Regions from separate parts of the Arabidopsis thaliana genome. Here all the other regions are linked to region 3. The links are chromatin contacts, called in public ChIA-PET maps. All regions are on one chromosome and are shown on one strand. The core of a region is the stretch at or near the end of the contact, and the rest is flanking DNA. Distances in the headings are between cores, read along the strand shown. Region 1 holds the start of RL2 (Root hair defective 3 GTP-binding protein (RHD3)). Region 2 holds the start of DSS1(V) (DSS1 homolog on chromosome V). Region 3 holds the start of NPR3 (NPR1-like protein 3).

Region 1 (4,467 bases), core at 1,455-3,954, 36 kb after region 3:
GAAAAAACTATACTTGTAAGATCAATGTTAGATAGCTATGTTTTACTTTGTGTGGCTCAACAAGCACGAATGTGTCATATTAATTTGAACACTTTTGTTACTTTTCCAGTGTTCAGGAAGAAAAAGGACCAAAAAATGAGCCCAAATTTGTTTGTTCAGTAAAGATTGAGATACCAAATATAGAAGGAACCTTTCACATGAAGGGAGATATTAAATCAAAGAAAAAGCAAGCAGAAAACTCCTTAGCCTACCACATGATAAGAGCCTTGGAATCTTCTCTAGTGAGTCTTGTCATAAGTAATTTACAAAAGCCGAAAAGTTTAGATGAGAAGAATAATCCATTGCTCTTCAGCTCAGAGATGGATTCTTCAGTGGAAGCAGTGGAGAAGATCTTGAATTACAGTTTCGTGAACAAGACTCTTCTGAAAGAACTGCTTACACACAATAATTCACCTTTATTCCAGGGGCTTATGTTCGTTGGTGAGTCGGCTCTTTCTCTCGCCTTTACGAAACACTTATACCTCACTTACCCTATGCTCGAACCCAAGGATTTGTCTGTGTTGCGAGATGCGAATACATGTCATGACAAATATGCTTGTGTCGCCGTCAAAAAAGGCATTTACCAATCCTTTATAGGCAGTGTCCCAAAGCCAGAAAAAATGGTATATTTTTAAAGTTCATTTCTTGTGAACTGAGAACATCTCTGTTGTTATGATACACTCATCATCTTTTGTCTATCTCTTAGACTACAGATTTCATAGAGTTGATGGGCAAAGAAGATGATCCATACAGAGTTGTGAAAGCCCCCAAAATTCTCGTTAATCTTCTAGCTGGTGTAGCTGGAGCTGTTTATATTGATGTGAAATATAACGTACAACGACTCTTGGAGGTTGGTTGTGTTTCTTTCACTAGATATTTGTAAACAATACGAAGTTATATGACTCAATTTATTGTAGAAAGAATGGAAATTTTGCAGATCTTCAGGGTTCTTTTGGAGCCAATATATACACTGGATGATTTACGGATGCAACTTAAACAACCATTTCTTATGCTTTTTCGTTTGGCTGATAAACACGGCAAGCAAATCGACTTCAGGTATTCGAAAGATGGTGGCAGCAGAAAAAATATTGCTCAGGTATATATGGATGATATGTTTATAGCTTCCGGTTGTGCTAAACGTATAGATACCGCAAAGTTGCTTGCTGCTGAGGAAGCGATACAGAAGCTCTCAGAATGTATGCCCATCGAAAAGATTATTCATCAAGATAATCTAGACGGTGAGGTAATTCAGACTGGATCATCTTCTTTGCTTACTGCCTTTGAGAACCCTTTAACCGAAGAAATGACACAAGAACAAATGGTTATCGATGAGGATAGTCTAGATGTGGAATGGAAGTTGTTTGAGACTGAAGAGCTCCAAATACAGACTGGATCATCTTCTATGTCCACTGTCTCTGAGAACCCCTTACCTTGTGAAATTACACCAACAAAAATGGTTATTGGTGAGGTTAGTCCGCATGTTGAACTTGAAGATGTGAAAGGGAAGTCGTTTGAGATTAGCTCCACTGAAACATCTTCTTTGCCCATCGCCTTTGAAAACCCATTAACCAATGAACTGACACAAGAACAAATGGTTATTGATGAGAATAGTCCATACGTTGAACCTGTAGATACTAAAGGGAAGTTGTTTGAGAGTTGCTCTGTTGAATCATCTTCGTTGCCCACTACCTCTGAGAACCCGTCAACATATGAAATGACAACAAAACAAATGGTTGTTGATAAGGATAGTCCACATGTTGAACCAGAAGATGAGAAAGGGAAGTTGTTTGAAATTTGCGCCAAGAATAAGTGGCCGAACCCGATTTTCAGGTATATTTTTTCCTTTCTTCTTTGCTTTAGCATGAATCTTTCTTTTCTAATTACTACTTACTGCTTAACTAGGAGCATGATCCGAAGTGAAACTAATATCTTTGAGTAGTCTAGAGTCTTATAATATCAAAGAAGGATAATGTGTTTGCTAATCCGTGGTTAAACTCGTACAATCTTGTGTAGAGAAATCACATATATGCTCTAAAAAATTATACTTGTATCAACTTGAAACTTTTTTGTTACTGTGTTAAACGTTTTCCAGTGTTGAGGAAGAAAGAGGGCAACAAAACGAGCAGAAAATTGTTTGTTCAGTTAAGATTGAGATACCAAATATAGAAGGTACCTTTCACATAAAAGGAGATGCAAAACCAACGAAAAAGGAAGCAGAAAACTCCTCAGCCGACCACATGATAAGAGCCTTGGAATCTTCTGTAATGAGTCTTGTCATAACGAATCTGCAAATGCATGAAAATTTAGATGGGAAGAAGAAGAATCTGCAAATGAAGGAAAGTTTAAATGAAAACAAAACTCTGCTGCATTCAACAAAGAGGAGGAGAAGACTATGAAAGACCATTGTCTCTGTAGCCAGAGTCACTCACCTCTGCTTGTGATCACATCATGTCTAACATAAGTTCTTGTCATAGTATAACCCAACAACTCTTGAACTGTTGTCTTTTGCTTAATCTTATCCAAATATTGTTTTATATTTATTTTTTCCTATTGTTTCATATTTTATCCTTGTGTGACCTTAATCTACCCTCTTTCAGAGAAAAATTACAAATCAAATCTAATATTTACTAAAAATATCATAATCTCATAGAAAGAACCAAAAAAAAAACAATCTTCAAAAAAAAGTATACTCTTCTTAAGAAAAAGCTAAAGAGACAGAAACAAGCTTCGTATATTTCTCGCTGCTATTTAGGCGGTTCTCTTCTATTCTCTTCTCTTCTCTTCTCTATTTTCTCTTCTCTTCTTCCTGCTCAATCTCTGCTTCTCAATCTTCGGCTGGAAGTATCACAGAAAAATCGAATTTAAAAACTGACCTATATATCGGTAAGAAAAAACAAAAACCCCAAAGTAGTTTCGTTCCTACTTGCTGATGCTGTGATGCATGTATTCAGCTTCACAACATCATTCAAAATTTTGGATTTTTATGACGTTTTTGTGGGTTTTGTAGATCCGTGGAAGTCGAATTTCGTGTAAAATAGAGATGGGGGAAAACGATGATGGTTGCTCGACTCAGCTAATCGATGGGAATGGTGAATTTAACGTTAAGGGTTTGGATAATTTCGTGAAAAAGACGAAGCTTTCTGATTGTGGTCTTTCTTATGCTGTTGTTGCAATCATGGGTCCTCAAAGTAGTGGTATGATATTCTGAGTTTGCTTTTGTTCTTCTTTAATTTGAAGTTCGAAGTTAATTCTAATCAAAGTTACAGTTTTTTGTTGATTTTGGAATCTGGGTATATGAATTTCTCAACTTTACTAGATTCTATACTTAATGATTTCAGCTTGAGACATTTGCAAAGTCTTTGACTTGCTGAGATATTTCAAATGCTTATTGTTGTTGTATGTCATTTCAGGGAAGAGTACACTTTTGAATCATCTTTTTAAAACCAGTTTTCGGGAAATGGATGCTTTTGCGGGAAGGTTAGTGATTGTCATTTGTCAATTATTGTTTTTTATAATCTTTTTGTGGCAATGCCACTTTTGGGGTTGAAATTGGGTTGACTTTGTAAATTACTCTTCATTTTCATTTTCAGGAGTCAAACAACTAAAGGTATTTGGATGGCTAGGTGTGTTGGTATTGAGCCTTTCACAATTGCTATGGATTTGGAGGGTACTGATGGGAGAGAAAGAGGCGAGGTAAGATGACTGAATCACACGGTTAGCTATATTTAGTTGTAACCCAACAATATGTTTTTGGCTAACTAGCTATGAAATTTTCAGAAAAATTTGAATATTTATGGATACTTATATCTTTCCGATACTTATACATATACTTGATCCTTTTACTTTATGTGTGTCTAGCATTTTTCTTATTATTCTTTTTGTCAATGGCTCATGTGTTTTTCAGGATGACACTACATTTGAGAAACAAAGTGCCCTGTTTGCTATAGCTGTTGCCGATATTGTACTGATAAACATGTGAGTATGTTTTGTTTGCTCGTTACTGATGTATTTTAAACATTGAGCACACAGTTAAACAGCCAGTGTTAGAAGGTGATAGATGTAAAGCCAGTTTATTATTGGATAGTTTTATGTTTTACATCTCTTCTGAATCTTACTATGTTAGATTTGAAATCGAATAAGTTATTAATGAACTACCAACACAGGCATGATGTAAATCTTAGGCAAAAGGTGTGGCCGTTTTGGCCATGGATATACTTTTTTTGGGTAGATTATTAATGAACTAGCGAACTCCACAGGTGGTGCCATGACATTGGAAGGGAACAGGCTGCCAACAAACCATTGCTAAAGACAGTTTTCCAGGTATCCTGATATGCTTACATATGGAACTGGAACGTTATGTTCAACCAATAGGTTTGATAACTTGGTCATTACTCATTATTGCTTTTGTAGGTCATGCTGCGATTGTTT
Region 2 (4,622 bases), core at 1,805-4,304, 60 kb before region 3:
TATGCAAATTTGAACTAATGACTTTGGGAGCGAAGACTTTTTACAAAAGAATGTAAAGAGCGATTAAAAGCTTAAGATCCACGAAAAATCCACTTCCCATGGCGGTTCCCTCCATCTACAGTGAAGAAATCCCACCGCAGCACCAAGTCTTCATCAACTTCAGAGGAGAGGAGCTACGAAAAAGCTTCCTCGGGTTTCTGTTGAAGGCCATGAGAGACGCGAAGATCAACGTCTTTACAGATGAGATCGAAGTCAGAGGTAGAGATATACAGAATCTTTTGAGCAGGATTGAGGAATCGAGAGTCGCCATTGCGATCTTATCGAAGAGATACACTGAATCGAGTTGGTGTTTGGATGAATTAGTGAAGATGAAGGAACGGATTGACCAAGACGAGCTCGTTGTCATTCCAATCTTCTACAGATTGGATGCCACAAACTGTAAAAGACTCGAGGGACCTTTCGGCGATAATTTTCGGAATTTGGAGAGAGACTATCGAAGCGAGCCTGAAAGGATCAAGAAATGGAAAGAAGCTTTGATCTCTATTCCCCAAAAGATTGGCTTAACTTCGGCAGGACACAGGTATTATATTACAATTCATTTCGAATTTTGCAGTTAGGGTTCCGAGTCATTGTGTATAGCTTGAACGAGAAGAAAGAGATATCGAGACATTTATTAAACATTTTAGTACATTTCTCATTGGTAATGGTAGGGATGAGTCTGAATTGGTTGACTCAATCGTTAAGGAGGTGAAGAAAGTGCTAATCGATGTTTCAAGAAAGGACAGAAACAATTCTCAAAATTCCACTAACATAAAAGGTTGTCTTTTAGATTATAATTGTGTGTTATATTGCTTGTGAAGTATGATTTGAGTTTTGAAAAGTTGTACTAATAGTTTTGTTTTTGTGTGTGTTTCAGGTCAATCTTTTGAGCCTCTAATGGCAGAGCTAGACCGACTACCAACACGTCGCCCACAAGTGTTTGTCAATTTCTGCAATGACGAGCTTGGCGACAACTTTATTAAACATCTCGTGTGGGCTTTGAGAGACTCAGGGATCAATGTCTTCAAAGACAGCTTCAAGCTTATAGGAAGTGGACAAAAACAAGAAGTGTTCATGAGTATAGAGAACTCGAATATCGCGCTTGCCATCTTCTCAAAGAGGTATTCTGAGTCATATCGGTGTTTGAACGAGCTTGTGAAGATGGAAGAGCTTGCCAAGGAAGGAAAACTCGTGGTCATTCCAGTCTTCTACAGTGTGAAAACAAACGAAGTGAGAAGACTTGAGGGAGAGTTTGGAATACATTTTAGAAACACAAAAGAGAGATTTGCTATGGAACCAATGATGGTTGAAAGTTGGGAAAAATCCTTGAAGTCATCTACTGTTACAGGGAGGATTGGCTTGAGCTTGGAAGCACACATGTAATAGAATATTTAATAGAACTCTTGTTTTGTAGTAAGATCGACTTTGTGGTAAGGTCGTCTAATCAGTTTCTTTCACTCATTTTGCAGGAACGAATTTGCTCTTGTCGGTGCCATTGTTAAAGAGGTTACAAGATTACTACCAAACTCTCCAAAGAAGAAGAAGAAGAAGAAAATTAGGTATTGGAGAAGTTTTCTTGAGGGCTTTGACTGCTACATTTATCTTTGCTGTCTTCATATACCCTATGCCTATGCCTGATGTGAACTTTTTGAAAATTGGTAAGTTGTTATTAGGCTTTCCGTTTTTGGTTGTTGTCTTGCACAAGATTTTATGTTAATATTAGAAACAAAATGATGTTTTCTCGCTTCTGGCTTGTGGACGCTAACACTATATGTAATGTTGTGACGCACATCAGCTATGTCTATTTGAATGTTATCTCTACGGTTATTTTGTGATGTACATAGTAAACCAATCCATGTCCACACCGCACTGTGTTGAGAGAAGATGGTGATTATCAGAATAGAATTACTATCAGCTCAAATTTATCATCTTCAAAGACGAGAAATTTGCATCCAAGGAAGAGTATAATGTGTAAAGGAAAAGGAGAACCGATACATGCTACGATAAACCAAAGGATGCAATTCAAACAAAAAAGCCAAGGTTCCCTAAATGAGAAGACCTGCCTTTCTCGCAATCTTGGACCTCATTTCTTCTCACTAGCATTCTCAAGCTCCTTCTTTAACTGACGCGAGAAGTCGTCACTGACATCATCATCATCCCAGTCATCTTCCCACTGCAGGCTAACTTCCTTCACTTCCTCTTTCTCCAACCAATCTGCCAAACATAACAATAAAAATATCCATCTTTATCAATTCTTTCAATAAAGCTATTTGTTAAATCTCAAGACTGAACTAACATTGCAAAGCAAAATCTGTTAAAATCAGAAACTGATCCTAGCTTAAGTTGAATTGTACAACTCTCCCCCAAGCTACTCAATGCCCCCAAATAATTCCTAAATCCACCATAACCTTTAGGCCCTTTAGCTCATGAAGCCTTGCCGATTAATAATGCAAACATAATCACCAGTAGTTTGCTCATAAAACTGCACTATTATCCATCAAGTTTATGAGACCGTAGCTTCATCATCATAAACATATATCAAACAGATCCGTTTTCGCATCAGAACTACCCAACTTCATACAATAGAGACTATCTTAGTTTGTATAAGACAGTGCAGAATCAAAATTTGTATTTATACCAAAACCTAATCAATCACCAAATCAGTTGCTAATGAAATTTGCTCTTATCTCCATTAATTTTATAACCGATGATGAATCAATTTCGAAAATCAAAGAAGCAATTAGTATAAAACAAAAAAATCACCTTCGTTGATTTCAAATTCCTCGAACTCATCGTCGTCCTCGAATAGATCCACCTTCACCACTTCGACAGCTGCCTTGGGTTCTGCCGCCATAGTTACAGATGTTTAAGCAAATCAACCAGATCGAGAAAAAAACCTAAGAAGAAGATCACCAAACTCGATTAATTCCTCCAAGTTAAACCCAACCAGAGCTCTTTAAACGAACCTTTTTTTCGTTTTGGGTCTAACTTGAAGAAGGGGAAAATTACCAATTTCCAATAACCGACCCGAATCTTATATGATTCATACCGAATCCGACCCGAATCTTATATGATTCATACCGAATCCGACCCAATATTAAAAATATCCGATTGAGGTTTAAAAGAAGCTGTTTTAGACCGGTCCAATAGTCGCATTCGTCTTGACCAAATCCATGACATACAAACCGGTCCAAAAGTTGTCACGCTTTCCCCACAGAACCCAGCTGAGTCAACTCGTTAGTCTGAGTTAACTCGCTAGGCGTGACAGAGCAGTGAAGACAAAGCAAAGTCCTTTTTCGGATTCCTTCTCTTTCACTATAAGATGACATCCCTCATTACCATTTTTCCTTAAAGCTCACTTTTTCTTCTTTAACCTTATCGCCACAAAACAGCGACATTCGACGCCAAATACATAACATCGTCGTCAACAGGTTTTGTCTCTTATCTTCTTCTCTGCATGAATCATGTTCTTGTTAGACATTTTCTGAGTTCTGGGTTTGATTTTGGCCCAATGATCCATAAATGTTGAAAATCATATTTGAAGGCTATGAATTATGAACATTTTATTTTAACCTTTTTCTAGCTCTAATGAGATAATTAAGTAAAACCCTACTCGAAATTTCTGAACTTTTTGATGCTTTGATTCGTTTCCTGTGATCCTTTACCTAGAGAAAATTGAGATTGATTATGTGACAAGTGACCATCTATAAGAAATCTCTCAAAGTTTTCAACTTTACTCACTCTATTGAGGTGAAAAAGAAAAATTGTGCATTCTGAAATTTTTATTCTTTTCGTTTGTCATGTGAATTTTCGTGTTTGATTTTTTATTAGTAGCAAAATGGCTAGGTCTGGGGTTGATGAGACATCAGAATCTGGAGCTTTTGTAAGAACAGCATCAACATTCCGCAACTTTGTTTCACAAGATCCTGATTCTCAGTTTCCAGCTGAATCAGGAAGATACCATCTTTACATATCTTATGCTTGTCCATGGGCTTGTAGATGTCTTTCTTACTTAAAGATCAAAGGACTTGATGAAGCAATCACCTTCTCGGTTAGTACAAATTCATTGCTCATATCGAATTAGAAGACTTTGTTAACCTGAAGCATTTCTGTTTTATTTGATTTGATTAGTCGGTTCATGCCATTTGGGGAAGAACCAAGGAAACTGATGATCATAGAGGATGGGTTTTCCCGGATTCGGATACCGAGCTCCCTGGAGCTGAGCCTGACTATCTTAATGGTGCCAAAAGTGTGAGAGAACTCTACGAGATTGCTAGCCCAAACTATGAAGGGAAGTACACTGTTCCTGTAAGTTTTGATCTCTTTGGTGAACTCTTTAATCTTTCTTTGTCCTGTTTCTTGAATGTTTGTTTTGTTATTATGTTAGGTTCTTTGGGATAAGAAGCTTAAGACTGTTGTTAACAATGAGAGTTCAGAGATAATCCGGATGTTCAACACTGAGTTCAATGGTATTGCGAAAACCCCGTCACTTGACCTTTATCCTTCTCATCTCAGAGACGTAATCAACGAGACTAACGGATGGGTTTTCAACGGAATAAACAACGGTGTTTATAAATGTGGGT
Region 3 (4,389 bases), core at 865-3,364:
GATGCTTTGGGACAAATTTAAAAGATATATTCCTTAATATCATAATTTTTTTATATACTTCTTCTTTTAACAAAAACATTAGGTGCCTTTTGAGTATATACAAAAAACAAATTGTGTCCATCTTGTATAGATTTTTTTTTTTGTGCCCTATAAATTTATGTATATGTAGTTATGTACCCTATAAGTTTATATTATCGGCCCCTATAGTTAAGCCGGCATTGACTATATATTTTTATGGAAAATTTAAGAGTTTTCTTTTTGTTTTGTTATTTTTCTTTTTAATTGTTTCATCAAGTTAAGTTTCGTTTCCAATTCCTCTTAGAATGATTTTTATCTCTTGTGTTAGGTCACGCTTTACTAGTTTACACTCCTCTTTAGAATGATTTATCTCTTGTATGAGTTTTGTTTTTGTCTTTTTGTTAAGAATTTAAATATTCCACTAAAATGAAAAGTGTTAGGATTTTCATGAAGTAAAGCCTGAAGTTTTTGGTCTTATGGCAAAAAAAGAAAAAAACATGAAAACAAAAGAAATCAATCCATTGACATCAACAAAACAAATTACGTTTTTGAGTCATAAAGTGATATAACAATTTTGAATAACTACCAATATATATGTCCTCAATCTTGTGTGAGTTCAAGGCTTTATGGGTTACATCGTTATACTTAGTTTATGTAAGAAATTTGTAAATTTGAATGGGTTAAAACTTCTGATCTAAATAACGAATTGGTAGGAAACTTTTTTTTGTCTTGTTAATATTTGATGGTTTTAGCCAAAGTAATACATAAAATAATTATTTAGTGACCAAAACTTATCGCATATTTGATGATTTAAGCCATAGTAATATGATTTGTATTAGTGACGTTGATGGTTTAATATATGATTTAGTGATACTTAGTGAACGAAAGATACAAATTAACATATGGTTTACCAAAGTAACGCAGCGTCACTAGTGACCAAAACTTAGCGTATATTTGATAGTTTAAGTCAAAGTAATATACTAATATGATTTGTATTAGTGACGTTGCATTGTCACTATCCAAGTTTACACTTATATGTTATTTTTTGTTAAAAATATATATTTATAGTTAGAATTCTATATTCGATAGCATTACCGAAAGTCGAAAATTTAATCATAGGAATCATTGCCAATCGAAATAATGCTAATTAAATTTTATTTCATATAAAAATTTGATGAATAAACTATTCAACGACTATCCTTAAAGAGTTTTTTTTTTTTTAATAGTCAGCTAACGCATTTCACCGATTGTATTTGTAGCCTTGTAGGTAGAGTCGAATTTCCGACGCGACTAGAATGCTAGCATAAGAGACTTCACCACTTTGTTACGAAGCCAAGAATCTTCTTGTTTTAAAAAAAAAAATCAAGACAAAATTGTCGTCCCTCATATCTATATTCAATTCATTTCAAAACGTTATTTATGTCTTAAAATTTGGAACTAGGCCACAAAGAATGACTTTGGTCATCACAAAATTATAAATTTAATAAAAATTTGGACCACTATAGGCATAGCTATTGCCTATTATAATCTCTACTATTACTTTATGATTTATCTACTATTCCGAAAGTGTAATTGTTTAATACGTCATCACATTGCAGCAATCCACACACAAGCCACGTCATTCATATGCCGTTCGTATTTGCTTTCGTCACTTCCTTCCGTCATCAATAGTGACGGCTATTTCTTAATATTAATCTTCTTGACTTAATGCTATTTCGTGACGGCATTAATTGGCATATCATTACAAGTTATTTACACCTAAGAAACAAATTAAAACTATTGAATAATATGATGTAAATAAAAATATATTAATGATGTGATATATCGCAGTCAAATAAAAATAGTGATTTTGATGAGAAAAAAAATATGTGTTTATCCATAGATTTGTTAAATTAGAGAAAGATGTGGAAAATGTTAGTGAGTGGCGTCATACACGGAGAACCTTTGGCATCATACACGGATTTTTCTAGTCTTTGTTTTCTATTTGTCAACTTTCATTTGAGTCTTTCTTTATACACTTTATTAGACCATGTTTTTAATTCTAATGCTTATTAATTCATATTATTAAATTTACAAAAAAAACTATTATATTAACTCTCTTGTTTCCTCTGTATCTTCCTTCACATTGAAGCTGTCTCTTTCTTTCACCATCACTTGCACCTGTTGTGTCCTGTTTGTTCTCAATTTCATCATCATTTATCCTTTATATACCTCTCTTTCTTTCTTGACTTTTCCTCTAAATTCTCTTCCTTTTTATCTCTTTGATACATCTCAATTTGGTTCTTTTGCCTTCTCTTTGATCTTATCTCTTACGATTGTGCAGATCTCAATCTCTATATCCTTGGTTGTGTCAGATTCTCTTAGGGTTTATTTTCTCTCCCAATTTTGTTTGATTCCTTGTCCAAAGTTTCTTCCTTTCCTTTTGACTTTTTTTTGTGGTACATTGAATCAGAGGTGTAAGAGTAATAGTTTCATAACTCAAATCCCCAAGTGTACAAATTTTCCTCTTTTGGTTCTGGGTTTGGTTGATTCCTTGTTAGAAATGTAAATTTAGGGCTTTTGTATCTGAAACCGATCTTCAGACTTGTGTAATCTTCTTGATCTTCATGCAAGATTGATAATTCTACAAGAAGAAGAAGAAGAGAAAATGGCTACTTTGACTGAGCCATCATCATCTTTGAGTTTCACATCTTCTCATTTCTCTTATGGTTCTATTGGGTCCAATCACTTCTCATCAAGCTCAGCTTCTAATCCTGAAGTTGTTAGTCTAACCAAACTCAGCTCCAATCTTGAGCAGCTTCTTAGTAATTCAGATTGTGATTACAGTGATGCAGAGATCATTGTTGATGGTGTTCCAGTTGGTGTTCATAGATGCATTTTAGCTGCAAGAAGTAAGTTTTTCCAAGATTTGTTTAAGAAAGAAAAGAAAATTTCGAAAACTGAGAAACCAAAGTATCAGTTGAGAGAGATGTTACCTTATGGAGCTGTTGCTCATGAAGCTTTCTTGTATTTCTTGAGTTATATATATACTGGGAGATTAAAGCCTTTTCCATTGGAGGTTTCGACTTGTGTTGATCCAGTTTGTTCTCATGATTGTTGTCGACCTGCCATTGATTTTGTTGTTCAATTGATGTATGCTTCCTCTGTTCTCCAAGTGCCTGAGCTAGTTTCATCTTTTCAGGTGTGTGAAAAGTCTTCTTTTTTCTTCGGTCTCTTTGTTTCTTAATTCATAGACCTCAATGAGAACTAAAAGGTTTGTGTGCTTGCAGCGGCGGCTTTGTAACTTTGTGGAGAAGACCCTTGTTGAGAATGTTCTTCCCATTCTTATGGTTGCTTTCAATTGTAAGTTGACTCAGCTTCTTGATCAGTGTATTGAGAGAGTGGCGAGGTCAGATCTTTACAGGTTCTGTATTGAAAAGGAAGTTCCTCCCGAAGTAGCAGAGAAGATTAAACAGCTTCGACTTATATCCCCGCAAGACGAAGAAACCAGTCCCAAGATTTCGGAGAAATTGCTTGAAAGAATCGGTAAAATTCTCAAGGCCTTGGATTCAGATGATGTTGAGCTTGTGAAGCTTCTTTTGACTGAGTCAGATATCACTCTAGATCAAGCCAATGGTCTGCATTATTCTGTTGTGTATAGTGATCCGAAAGTTGTTGCCGAGATTCTTGCTCTGGATATGGGTGATGTGAACTACAGGAATTCCCGGGGTTACACGGTTCTTCATTTTGCTGCGATGCGTAGAGAGCCATCGATCATTATATCGCTTATCGATAAAGGCGCCAATGCATCTGAGTTTACATCTGACGGACGTAGCGCAGTTAATATATTAAGAAGACTGACAAATCCAAAGGATTATCATACCAAAACAGCTAAAGGGCGTGAATCTAGTAAAGCCAGGTTATGCATCGATATCTTGGAAAGAGAAATCAGGAAGAACCCCATGGTTCTAGATACACCAATGTGTTCCATTTCTATGCCTGAAGATCTCCAGATGAGACTGTTGTACCTAGAAAAGAGAGGTAATTGACTGAAAATTACTGAATTCTTCTGTATCTTTACTACATTTTTGTTAAAGCTTCTACCTTTTTTGCAGTGGGGCTTGCTCAGTTGTTCTTTCCAACGGAAGCTAAAGTTGCTATGGACATTGGTAACGTAGAAGGTACAAGTGAGTTCACGGGTTTGTCACCTCCTTCGAGTGGGTTAACCGGAAACTTGAGTCAGGTTGATTTAAACGAAACTCCTCATATGCAAACCCAAAGACTTCTTACTCGTATGGTGGCTCTAATGAAAACAGGTAACAAAAAGCTTGCTCTCTGTAAGTCTACCCTTCATCTTCTTATGTTGCTCATTTTCTCTTGACTGACTTCATT

The links. ChIA-PET counts read pairs in DNA pulled down with a chosen protein or histone mark.
Region 1: an H3K4me3 ChIA-PET map of shoot shows a contact between it and region 3, with 14 read pairs. The contact joins the promoter of RL2 here to the promoter of NPR3 in region 3. A contact is called at or near these places in 3 of 26 Hi-C or Micro-C datasets (root, rosette leaf and vegetative nucleus) and 1 of 2 datasets of contacts at active chromatin or transcription factors (shoot).
Region 2: a contact with region 3 is called in an H3K4me3 ChIA-PET map of shoot, with 16 read pairs. The contact joins the promoter of DSS1(V) here to the promoter of NPR3 in region 3. A contact is called at or near these places in 1 of 26 Hi-C or Micro-C datasets (callus) and 2 of 2 datasets of contacts at active chromatin or transcription factors (seedling and shoot).

Annotation. Positions count from the first base shown.
Region 1 is chr5:18,261,912-18,266,378 of TAIR10.1, forward strand. RL2 (Root hair defective 3 GTP-binding protein (RHD3)) reads left to right here and starts at 2,705. Exons shown (of 23, transcript NM_123884.4): 1 at 2,705-2,922; 2 at 3,047-3,233; 3 at 3,450-3,516; 4 at 3,630-3,732; 5 at 3,944-4,014; 6 at 4,296-4,359; 7 at 4,450-4,467. The coding sequence starts at 3,080. RTL3 (RNAse THREE-like protein 3) reads left to right here. Exons shown (of 7, transcript NM_001344592.1): 4 at 110-662; 5 at 746-889; 6 at 977-1,869; 7 at 2,132-2,543. The coding sequence ends at 2,435.
Region 2 is chr5:18,165,329-18,169,950 of TAIR10.1, forward strand. It overlaps DSS1(V) (DSS1 homolog on chromosome V), which reads right to left and starts at 3,055. Exons shown (of 2, transcript NM_123869.4): 1 at 2,803-3,055; 2 at 1,570-2,253. The coding sequence starts at 2,893. The coding sequence ends at 2,123. AT5G45000 (Disease resistance protein (TIR-NBS-LRR class) family) reads left to right here and starts at 8. Exons shown (of 4, transcript NM_123868.4): 1 at 8-580; 2 at 711-817; 3 at 917-1,418; 4 at 1,509-2,205. The coding sequence starts at 99. The coding sequence ends at 1,677. It overlaps AT5G45020 (Glutathione S-transferase family protein), which reads left to right and starts at 2,819. Exons shown (of 6, transcript NM_123870.3): 1 at 2,819-3,470; 2 at 3,874-4,090; 3 at 4,171-4,347; 4 at 4,427-4,622. The coding sequence starts at 3,878.
Region 3 is chr5:18,226,654-18,231,042 of TAIR10.1, forward strand. NPR3 (NPR1-like protein 3) reads left to right here and starts at 2,115. Exons shown (of 4, transcript NM_123879.3): 1 at 2,115-3,199; 2 at 3,288-4,038; 3 at 4,113-4,313. The coding sequence starts at 2,666.